Regions from separate parts of the Mus musculus genome. Here region 1 is linked to region 2. Evidence: chromatin contacts called from public promoter capture Hi-C data. All regions are on one chromosome and are shown on one strand. The core of a region is the stretch at or near the end of the contact, and the rest is flanking DNA. Distances in the headings are between cores, read along the strand shown.

What was found. Promoter capture Hi-C pulls out the DNA fragments that hold promoters and counts their contacts.
Region 1: a promoter capture Hi-C map of pre-B cells shows a contact between it and region 2, with 4 times the contacts expected there. A contact is called at or near these places in 1 of 39 promoter capture datasets (pre-B cells), 2 of 130 datasets of targeted methods (pancreatic cancer cells and stem cell-derived neural progenitor cells) and 1 of 9 other capture datasets (liver).

What each region holds. Positions count from the first base shown.
Region 1 is chr19:4,266,613-4,272,339 of GRCm38.p6, reverse strand. It overlaps Ssh3 (slingshot protein phosphatase 3), which reads left to right and starts at 3,107. Exons shown (of 14, transcript NM_198113.3): 1 at 3,107-3,325; 2 at 3,755-3,795; 3 at 4,362-4,593; 4 at 5,703-5,727. The coding sequence starts at 3,260. It overlaps Ankrd13d (ankyrin repeat domain 13 family, member D), which reads left to right. Exons shown (of 15, transcript NM_026720.2): 11 at 741-898; 12 at 1,005-1,121; 13 at 1,211-1,374; 14 at 1,455-1,546; 15 at 1,791-2,160. The coding sequence ends at 2,004.
Region 2 is chr19:3,849,336-3,854,680 of GRCm38.p6, reverse strand. Chka (choline kinase alpha) reads right to left here and starts at 2,908. Exons shown (of 12, transcript NM_001271496.1): 1 at 2,268-2,908. The coding sequence starts at 2,605. It overlaps Gm51271 (predicted gene, 51271), which reads left to right and starts at 3,865; the gene lies at 3,865-3,914.

The sequences.
Region 1 (5,727 bases), core at 1,858-4,357, 420 kb before region 2:
TTTGTTTTGGGCTTTATGATACAGGGTCCCACTTTGTAGATCTGGCTTGTTCCGGCTAATCTCCAACTCCAAACAGTCCAAGTAGTGAGTGGGCCTGCAGGATTCCTGACTTGTTCTTCTGTTCTATGAGCATGCACCAGGGACCAGAACACAGCAGCGTAGGAAGGGGCCATAGCTCTGCTGTCCACTGGCTTATATCACAAGGAATAACCCTCCCAGCTGGGAGTCTGGTTTCTTCTCCAGGAAAACAGATGTGCATCCTGATGTGCATGGACACAGTGGATGCAATCACGGTGGCAGTGCTTTGCAGCAGGTCTAACATACCGGTGCAGCGCCTGTGCCTCTACTCACACCCCAGAGCTCCCAACCCCTGGGCTATGCTCCACACTCAAGAACAGCACATTTTTGTATGTGTGTGTGTCCAGCACAGTGCTGAACTAGTTTTGGACAGAGGCAAGGCCCCAAGAGAAGCCCACAGGCTGGCTGTGGCCTTCCTTGTGCAGCTCAAAAGAGTGGCATGAAGCCATCATCAGCACCAGGACAGGACAGGGGCTGCCCAGGCTTTCCAGCCAGTGAGTCCCTGAGGGTAACAGTTAATAGGAGCAGACCAGGGAGAAGGGTATCACAGGCAGGCGACTAGAAAGGGTGAAGCACCGGGGTGTGTGTGGGTGTGTGTGTGTGTGTGTGTGTGTGTGTGTGTGTGTGTGTCCCTGACCCACTTGCTATGGTCGGCTGGATAGGTTCAAGGCAACACTGTGGCTAAGTGAGGAGCACCCACTGTCCTTGGGTGACCAGGTGACACCCATCATTGACCTGATGGCCATCAGCAACGCTCATTTTGCCAAGCTACGGGATTTCATCACTCTGCGTCTCCCACCAGGCTTCCCTGTCAAGATTGGTGAGAGGGCAGGCAAGGGGGTAACCAGGACTTGGGCATGATGCCCTCCTCAGGTTTGGGGTTACTGAGGGGTGCAGGCAGCTCAAGCCTGGCTCTCTCCCCTCAGAGATTCCCCTCTTCCATGTGCTCAATGCCCGCATCACCTTCAGTAACCTTTGCGGCTGTGATGAGCCTGTGAGCTCGGTGTGCGTCCCCAACTCCAGTTCTGCCATTTCTGCTTCAGGTATGACTATAGCTACAGGAGACATTCACAGCTGGTAGCTCTCTGATCAGCCTTAGGGCTGAACATGACCCTTCCGCTGCCCTGCCCAGGAAGCCCTTTTCCATGTGAGGTGGACCCCACTGTATTCGAGGTGCCCGAGGGATACAGTGTGCTGGGTGCTGAGCGCAGCGAGCCCCTTCGGGATGAGGATGACGACCTGCTGCAGTTTGCCATCCAGCAGAGCCTGCTTGAGGCAGGCACAGAGGCAGAGCAGGTGGGATGCAAGTGGAAGGTGGGTCATGGCCTCTACAGCCACAGGCCCAAGGTGACAGTTCTGGGCTCTGGCTGCTGCAGGTGACGGTGTGGGAAGCCCTGACCAACACACGGCCTGGCATTCACCCTCCTCCCCGAGTCACAGTGTTTGAAGAGCAGCTTCAGTTGGAGCAGTGAGTCCCTCAGGAACTGTGTGTGGGTCCCTGGCTGCTGGTGATGGGTGGGAAGCCAGGGAGTTCTGATCCAAGGGCTCCATGCCTTCACATGGCAAAATGCTGCTTACCGTGGGGAGCATGAAGAGCCAAAAGAGGGCCTGCTTGTCTCTGTCCCTGACACCTTGTTCTCAAAATTGCATGGGCTTGGCTCCTCCCCAAGCCTTCTCACTGGTCTGCTCTCCCCTCAACCCTTACCCTGAAGGGCCCTGCAGGAAAGCCTACAGCTGTCCACAGAGTCCAGGGGTCCAGAATCTCCTCAGAAGACACCTCCATCCCCTGCACCCCCAAGCTTTGAGGAGCAGCTTCGCCTGGCCCTGGAGTTGTCTTCAAGGGAACAGGAGGAGTTGGAGCGACGGGGTCAGCAGGAAGAAGACGACTTACAGCGGATCCTGCAGCTGTCACTCACAGAGCACTGAGTTGCCTGGCCTTGGGACGGCTCCCCAGGGCCATGCCTTCTGCCTGGTTTTGTAATTTATTTATTTATAAACTGTCTGCTGCTGAGCTTGGGACCTGGGCACTGAAGATAGGCTAGCAGTGAGACTGAGGTGGAAATAAAGAGACCATCAGCAGTAGGCTTGCTGTCCTGCGTGGTCTGGAACCAAGGGGACACTGGATGGGGTTACTGATGGGTAGTCCTCGCTGGAGCTGGCACTGAGCAGCTTTGGAGCCTCCATTTCTACAGCTAGAAAATAAGACCACTTCTCACGGGGCAGGAGTTCCTGGAGATTCTGAAATTTCCCTGGATGCTACCCCAACCCCAGGTTCTGCCTGCCACCCAGCCTGATGGTCCATACTCCCGCTGGGCTGGGTCTTCCTATTCTACCTACTGGGGGAAGCTCCCACCTCATCCCCAAAACTCAGGCACAGGTTCCCCCTGTTTCAAGTATTTTCTACCAGAATGAACCTTTAAGCAAGTCACTCTCTGGGGAAGGGGCTCAGCCCTGTCCTAGTCACCCCTAGGGTGGACCTGAAATGCGTACAGGTATTGGGGACTATTGCAAAAATTCCAAAAAGGCCTTCTGTTCTCCCAGATCTTCTCAAGAGTAGAGGAATGACAGCCAAGCAGAAAAGAGAGCAAGTTTGGAATGGGGTGGTAGATTTAAGACCCATTGCCTCCCAGGTATGGTGGCGCATGCCTCTAATTCTAGTGCTTGGGAGGCAGAGGCAGGTGGATCTCTGGGTTTTAGGCGACTTGCTCTATATAATGAGTTTCAGGTCTGTCAGCTACATAGTGAGACCCTGTCTCAAAAACAAAACTGTTGCCCTTGCTCCTTCCTTTCCAAGAAACCATAGCATAAACCAAACAGTGGGGGTCCAAGTCTTACTGGGTGCAGCAAGAAGGGTTGAAAGCCTTCTGTGGGCAAAGCGACCAAAGCAGGGAAAGTGAGGTCTGGGCTCACCTGCGCCACGCCCTTGACCACGCCTCTAGCGCGGTCGGGGCGGGGCAAGCTGAACCGAGACCGCAGGGGCGGGGCCGCTGTCGCTCGGTACCAGCTCTACGCGACCAGACTGGTCATGAGTCGGGCCCTTTAAGGGCCGCTCCCGAGGAGGTGCCAGGCCCTGGTGGCTCCAATCTCTTCTTCCTGGTTGTGCGAAGGCAGGGACTGACCGTAAGGCTGAGGGAGGGGTCGTGCCGGGTGTTCGCCCAGGTGTTCCGGGCCTGCCTACCTTATGGCGCTGGTCACAGTGAGTCGCTCGCCGCCGGCAAGTGGCCACTCCACGCCTGTGGGACCCACGGTGAGTTTAGCTTGGTTTTACGCTCTTACAGTTGGCTGCCAAGGTAGGCCTTAGGGAGCAAGTCCTGCCCCTAGCAGACGGCTGGGAGTAGGCGGAGGGGGACCTTGAGTCTCACGTTTTAAGGCACTTGGGAGGCCCTGAGGCTCCCAGGAGCTCGACGTAGGTAGATGCGGAATCCTGAGAACCGCCCGGGTCTGTTGAAGCCCAGATCTGCCCAAATACCTCCCACACTCTGCAACCCCCTATCCTTGCAGCACTGCTGTACCTGGACTTAGGCCGGGTTTCTCTGGGGCCTGTTGGAGGGGAGCGGCTTCAGAGGAAAGAGATTTCTTTTCCACCTAGCGCTCCCTTGTAGGAAGAGGAGAGGCTTTTGGGTGCTTCCTGTCCTGGAAGCTGCTCTCTTACTCTATTCCCGGGCTGCTTTCTCAGCAGGACCGAGTGGTAAGACGCAGAGGCCGGCTCCAGCGCAGGTGAGTTCTGTCTGACAAATGCTTCCTTATAGCCTGTGGCCTAGCTGCTGCCATTGTGGACTCCTGATGTCTTGCTTGGACCAAGGACTCACTTAAGTATTGTCAGATAAACTCATGCTTAGGTGGGAGGCAGATGCTGTGGGTGGAGCTGGCAAACATCACATCTCTGGCTTGTGGAAGAACCAGCATGGTTAACTTAGCCCTGGCCAGTAGATGCTTTCACACATTACCTGGACCTTGGCTCGCCCAGTAATCCCAGGACCAAGGGCAGGATGGGACCTGAAGGAGTATAAGTGCTTAAACAAGTTTATAGCATCTGAGTCCACCCCGAAAAGGAACACATTCCAAAGGTGCAAAACAAGGTGAGGAGGAGCCTGAGAGCCCAAGGCTGGCTCTAGGTGCCTACCGCTATCAGGGTCCTGGTTACAAAAGTGCAAACTGTGCCTCACTCCGGCCCATCTGACTCTGGAGAGCGGGCCAGCAGCCCACTTCCGCCAGCCAGGGGACTCAGCCTCCCTAAAGTTTGAAAACCTATGACCTGAACCATGTCCCCATCGCTCTGCCAGGCAGAGTTTTGCGGTGCTCCGAGGGGCTGTCCTGGGACTTCAGGATGGAGGGGACAGTAATGTTGCATCTGAGGCTGACTCTGAGCCAATGGAGGAACCCTCAGGTGAGGAACAGCCCACCGAGGACCAGACTGACAAAGGGCAAGGACTCCAGAGTCCCTGGAAACAAGTGCAAAAGCGGCACCTGCACCTCATGGTGGAGCTGCTGAGGCCGCAGGATGATATCCGCCTGGTAAGGAACCACCCGGAGCTCATGTCTATCTAAGATCAGTGCTATGAGATCTGGGGCCACAACAACTCTGCCACTTCATCTAGAGACAGCAAGGCAAGGGCATATCTGTCTCTGGAGGGCTGGGAATGGACAAGGGAGGTTTGTCCCCTGTGAGCCAAGAGCTGGGGTTATATGAGGGAGGTCTCTGTTAATCCACAGGAGGCCTCTGTTGATACTAGTGAGTTGCCCAGAGATGGACTCATACTCCCAGGGTTGTGTAGTACGCCTTGGCAGCTAAGTGCCAGTCAGGCGACCAGAGCACCCAAGAAGTCTGGGATCCCCTGGAACCTAAGGGCCAGCTCCAGAAAGTGTGTGGAGGCAGACACTTCTTGTTGGCAGCAAAGAATGAAGAAGATTCGAGCTTTGGAAAAGCTGTTTAGAACAGAAGCCCTAGGGTTTTGTTGTTTGTCTTTTTTCTTACATGTTTTGGTGTTTTGCATGCATGTATGTCTGTGTGAAGGTATCAGAAGCTTTGGAACTGGAATTACAGACTGGTGTGAGCTGTCATGTGGGTGCTGGGAACTGAGTCTGGGTCCTCTGGAAGATTAGCCAATGCTTTTAACCATTGAGTCATCTTTCCAGCCCCAGGAATGTTGTTCTAAGCCATTATAAGATGAAATCTTTCTAGCATGTGTGAGGCCCTACATCTAATTCCTAGCACCACAAAAACAAAGATTAATATCTGTGGTAGGAGGCATTTCTCAAATAAAATATTTGCTAGTAGCAGGGCTAGAGAGGTGGCTCAGGGGTTAAGAGTTCTGACCGTTCTTCCAGAAGACCCTTAGTTCAGTTGTCTCTTGAAGGCCGCAAGAAGGATGGCCGCCTTCTCACTCAGATACTCTCTTGCGGAAACTGCCAGAAGTAGCACAGTTTTGGGGGTCAGACTTCAAAAGACAGTTTGTTGAGTCACAAACTGCAAAAAAGGAGTACCACTATATTCTCCAGTAGCCACTGATCTTCTGTCTAGGAATTGGTGGTACAGGGGCTGTCAAGATGTGAGCTGTGTCCATGTGGAGTGAAGAAACAGATCCTGGAGCTCCTATAATTCAGGGCCTCTTCCATCTTTCTAGGCAGCCCAGCTGGAGGCAGCCCGAC
Region 2 (5,345 bases), core at 1,659-4,158:
TCACAACCATCCGTAACAAGATCTGACTCCCTCTTCTGGTGTGTCTGAAGACAGCTACAGTGTATTATACATATAATAAATAAATAAATCTTTAAAAAAAAAAAGAAAAAAGAAAAAAGGTCTCATGTAATCCAGGCTCGTCTCCAACTTCAAAGCTGCTATAGCCCAGGCTAGCCTTTAACTCCTGATACTTCTACCTCCCCTCCCAAGTGTGGGACAAGCACATCCCCTCAGGCCTCGCTTTACTTCCATAGGGAGAAGGAAGACCGTGCCACAGTAATCGTTACCATTCTCCTGGTAAGAACTGCTAAGCCTGTCAGGGGACAAGTTTGGGGACAAATTTTTCTAGGACGCTCAACAATGATTTGAGTATCTGTGGTCTTCTTTTTCCACTTCCTACCAACTATATTTTAAATACCTGCTCATAAACCTCTGACATAGTCTCAGATCCATGAGGCACCTGAACATTGAAAGGCAAAGAGGAAGTGCAGTCCATCTAAGAGTTAACTTTGCTGCATTCATGACTCTGGTGAGAGACTGGGCACAGAAAAGGAGTCAAATGACTACAACTGGATTTGAGGATTATTTGTGGCAGCCAGCCAGCCAGTTTCTAGACACTTGGCACTCAACTGGGTCAACCAATCAAACAGAAACTGGTAGAAAATGACCAAATGGGTTTTTAAAGGTCAAAAAAACCCAACCCGTATTCAATACTGAATGCTAAGCACTTGTGCAAAAATGGCAAGGGTACAGTTACATTTCTCTAGTAAGTCTAAATACATAAAAAACTATTTTCTAATCTAAGGTGAAATATATTTAAACGTAAAAGAAGTGGGGAACGCCAGGCATGGCAGCAGATGCTTTTAATCCCAGCACTAGGGGAGGCAGTGGATTTCTGTGAGTCTGAGACCAGCTAGCTTGTCTACATAGTGAGTTCCAAGACAACCCGACCTGCATGGTGTGTGTGTGTGTGAATATGCTTGCTTATAGGATCCTCATTGGTTCAAGGCCAGGCTCCAATACCTAAGGATGTTCATGATCACTCTGCCCACAGGAGATTCTTTTTTTTTTTTTTTTTTGGTTTTTCGAGACAGGGTTTCTCTGTATAGCCCTGGCTGTCCTGGAGCTCACTTTGTAGACCAGGCTGGCCTTGAACTCAGAAATTCGCCTGCCTCTGCCTCCCAAGTGCTGGATTAAAGGTGTGCGCCACCATGCCCGGCTTGAGATTGAGGAGGAGGAATTCATTTTACTTCACAATGATTTGTGGAGCCACACCTCCAGACGCTGGCCAGTAACACGGGTACACGACACGAGCCTCAGAAAGACAGGAGTGATTGCTACCTTCCAATAACACACATCAATTTCCTTCTACCTCTTTTGGAGACAGTGTCTTGCTATGTAGCTCTGGCTGGTCTGAAACTTACTATGTAGGCCAAACTGGCCTCAATAATAAAGAGATCCGCCTGCTTCTGCTCACTGAGTGCCAAAGGTGAATTTCTGGAGCGGGAGGGGGTTGTGATCAAACTACAGACTAGAAGTACTACAAGGAAAAGTTCCCCGGGGATTTTTCCTCCCTCTTTTTCTTTTTCTTTTCTTTTTTTTTTTTTTTTTTTTTTTGTTTGTTTGTTTTTTCGAGACAGGGTTTCTCTGTGTAGCCCTGGCTGTCCTGGAACTCACTCTGTAGACCAGGCTGGCCTTGAACTCAGAAATCCGCCTGCCTCTGCCTGCGGAGTGCTGGGATTAAAGGCTTGCGCCACCACGCCCGGCTCCTCCCTCTTTTTCTAAAGCCCAGCCACAACATCCCTTTTTCTTTTCTTTCTTTTCTTTTCTTTCCTTTTTTTTTTTTTTTTTTTTTCGTTTTTCGAGACAGGGTTTCTCTCTGTAGAGCTGGCTGTTTTGGAACTCACTTTGTAGACCAGGCTGGCCTCGAACTCAGAAATCCGCCTGCTTCTGCTTCCCGAGTGCTGGGAACAACATCCCTTTTTTCATTCAAGGCCCTCGCAGAGAAACGGCTTCCTAGACACATCTATTTTGAGCTTTGGTACAGAATGTGCTTGTATAACTACATAGTATTGTTCTTCCGCAAGGGACGGCAACCCAGCACACATTTTCTCAAAGCTCGCCCGCAGGCGGCCTTCCGCGCTGCGGGGTTTGTGCTCCGGACACCGGCGCGGCGATCACCTCTACCCAAGCCGCCGCCCCGCCCCGCCCTCCAGCCTCACCCCCCACCGCCCCCACCACCACCGCGCGGTGCCGCAGCCACTGACCTGATGACACTGATGTGGAACTGGTCCTCGCGAAGGCCTCGCCAGGCTCCGGGCAGGAATTCCTTACACCACAGGTAGGCCCTGCGCCTGGTCCGGGGCTCGGGTTGTTCGTCCGCTAGCGGCGGTGATGGCGGCGGGGGCAGCGGCAGGGGCGGCGGCGGCGGCGGCGGCAGCGCGAGAGGTTGGGTTCGGCCACCAAGCTGCTTGGACTCCAGCTCGCCTGCGGCGTCCCGCTGCTGCCCTACGCCGGGCGTCGGGGCAGCGTTGCCACCGCAGCTCAGCAGCAGCCCGAGAGGCGACGGCTCGGCCTCGCCCCCGGTGCAGAACTTGGTTTTCATGCTGGACAAGCGGCCGAGAAGGCGCGGGCGGCCACAGCACGAGAGGGCCACACTCAGGGTCCGGCTGGATGCCCGCCTCTGGGGGCCGGCGCGGGGAATGGCTCGCCGGCTTCACTGACCGGCCGGGCGGCGGTTGTGGGAGCGCGCGGGGAGGCGACGTCGGCGACGGCGGGGAGAGGCAGCAATGGACGTCAGGCAGCAGTAACGAGAGACGAGCGCGGGAGGCTGACGGCAGGCGACTGCTATAGGGGGCCGCGGCGCTCGCTCCTTTACAGCGCTGCACGCGGAGAGCCCAGCGTCACCGCCCGCCCCCGCGCTCGCCGCTGATTGGACGCTTTGGCGCATCACAACCGCCGCCACCCTCGCCACGCCGCTTTCCCATTGGCTGCGGCACAGCCCCTCCTAGGCTCAGGCGGTGAGTCCACGATGAGGGAGGGGTCGGCGCACCGGGGGCGGGGCCTTGTCTAGGGGTCGCGAGGGTCCTGTAAAGGCTATCTCAATTGCCTGCACTCACAAGGTGGCGCCTTTGCGGACTCGAGCCTCTTAGGGCAGGAGAGGCGAGGCTTCTGCAGCTTTGGCAGACCCTAGAGTGGATGTTGAAAGGGAAACTTTCCTTAGACGCCCCCAGGTCTGAAAGTGATGATTTGAAAGGCCCCGGGGACTTTGCAGGAAAATGGTGTCTGGAGGCTGGCTGCTCTTTCCGCGTGACCTTAGGGCAAGGCAGCTCCCAAAGGAGCTCTGTGGGTGTGTTTTTACAACATTTCCGAGGCCCTGTTCGAGATGCTTCCATGCCCAATACAACTCCTGGCCGGAGGCGTTATCCATCTGCAGGTCTAATATCAAAAAGAGATTGGGTCAAGGCCACACACCCACTTGCCAGCTGGCTGCGCTCTCCGCTCAGAGAGAAGCCTCCCCCTCTACGTGCCTGCAGCCTCAGTTTCCCTGTCCGTGGTGCTGAGGATGTCAGCTAGATTCTCAGGACATCTTCCTAACAGACTGGCCTCAACGGCCTCCAGAATTGCCGGCCAAAGGTGCTTGGTTCGCGATTCCTGGCTTTGTGGATGCTGTCATCTGCCCCCCCCCTCTTCCGGGCTGTCCAGTCGCGTGACCATGACTAATGTACCTTTGCCCTAGGGCATGGAAGGGGGCCAAGGCCCCTATGCTGTATGCCCACACATTGCCTCATTCTTTGGTCTCATCATTCAGTCCTTCCAGGAAGTAATTGAGGCTACAAAGAATATAAAACTACAGGTCTGTGTTGTGGGGTATAGCTAGAAAGAGAGATTTCTTTCTAGCTATACCCCAGCATGCAGAAAATGGCTTCTTTGTGGGTTTTCACAGTCTGCTGGAAGCCAAAAACTCTTCAAAAAGAGTAGGTAGGTACTTATCTGGACTTACTCCCCCAAAAGTGATCTTACTGAACAAAAGAGTGCAAATAATCTGTGCATAATGGCACATGCTTTTAATCCCAGCACTTGAGAGGCACAGAGGCAGAGGCCAGATCTCTATGGGCTGAAGACCAGCCTAGTCTACACAGTAAGTTTCAGGACAGCCCAAGTTCCATAGTGAGACTGTCTGGGGAGTGGGGGGGGGGGGGCGGGGGAAGGAGTGCAAATGAAAAGAGACTTTGGACGATCCCGTGGAGCTAGGCCTGGAGTTGAACTCCAGACAAGTAGGGGAAAAAAAAAAAAAAAAAAAGAGGCCTGGCCTAGGAATACCACTGGTTGCTAGAACAGTAAGAAATCAACGTCTCCATTCAGGAAGGCATTTAGATAAGGGAACGGAGGACTTTGAAAACACCAGCCCACGTGGAGGTGGGGCTGTGTCACTGGCCTTCACAGGGGACTGGCCCTTTGTCCTCATACTAGTCCCCATAATCTCAGAGGAATGTTGGAAAGCTGGCTGAGGGGGAAGCTGCTCCAGAAGTGAGAGGAGAGCTCTATAATTTGCAGTTAACTTTTTCTCTGACCTCTTCTGGTTTAGACTATGAGAACCCACAAGGCGCCTTGCTGGGAGCACAGCTTCCAGTGGCAGTAAAAGGTCACCCCAGTGAAAGGCTTGGAAAGGACATGAACATATATGACCCACATAGAAATTCTAGCCAGAGTAAAACTCTGCCTGGAATACACACACACACACACACACACACACACACACACGGGGGAGGGGGGGCAACCTTAATGGCATATATGAAATTGCCTTAATGAATCTGTCACTTTGATACTAGCTTTAAGCAAAGAAGGAGTGCACTTTAGTACACTCCTTTAATCCCAGTACTCAAAGAGCAGTGGAAAGTGAATCTCTGAGTTTAAGGCCTGACTGGTCTACAGAGCAAGTTCCAGGATGATAGTGCTACACAGAGAAAACCCTGTCTCAAAAAACAAAAACAAAACAAAACAAAACAAAAAAGCCAGGTGTAGTGGCATGTGCTTACTATCCTACAGTTGGGGAGGCAGAGTCAGGCACATTCCTGGGCTTACCTGCAGCCAACCTAGCCAATCTGGCAAGTTCCAGGGTAGGAAGAGACCCTGTCTCAAAGAACAAGATAGACAACACTTGAAGACTATCACCTGAGGATGCTTGCTGGTCTCTCTACACATATGGACCCATATGAGGACACACCCACATGTGCACATGCACCCAGCCCCACCCCCATCCCTGCACACACAAACACAGAGCAGAACTCACCCAAGACCACACAGCTAGGAAATGATAGCCTGGATCTAAACGTAGGTAATGT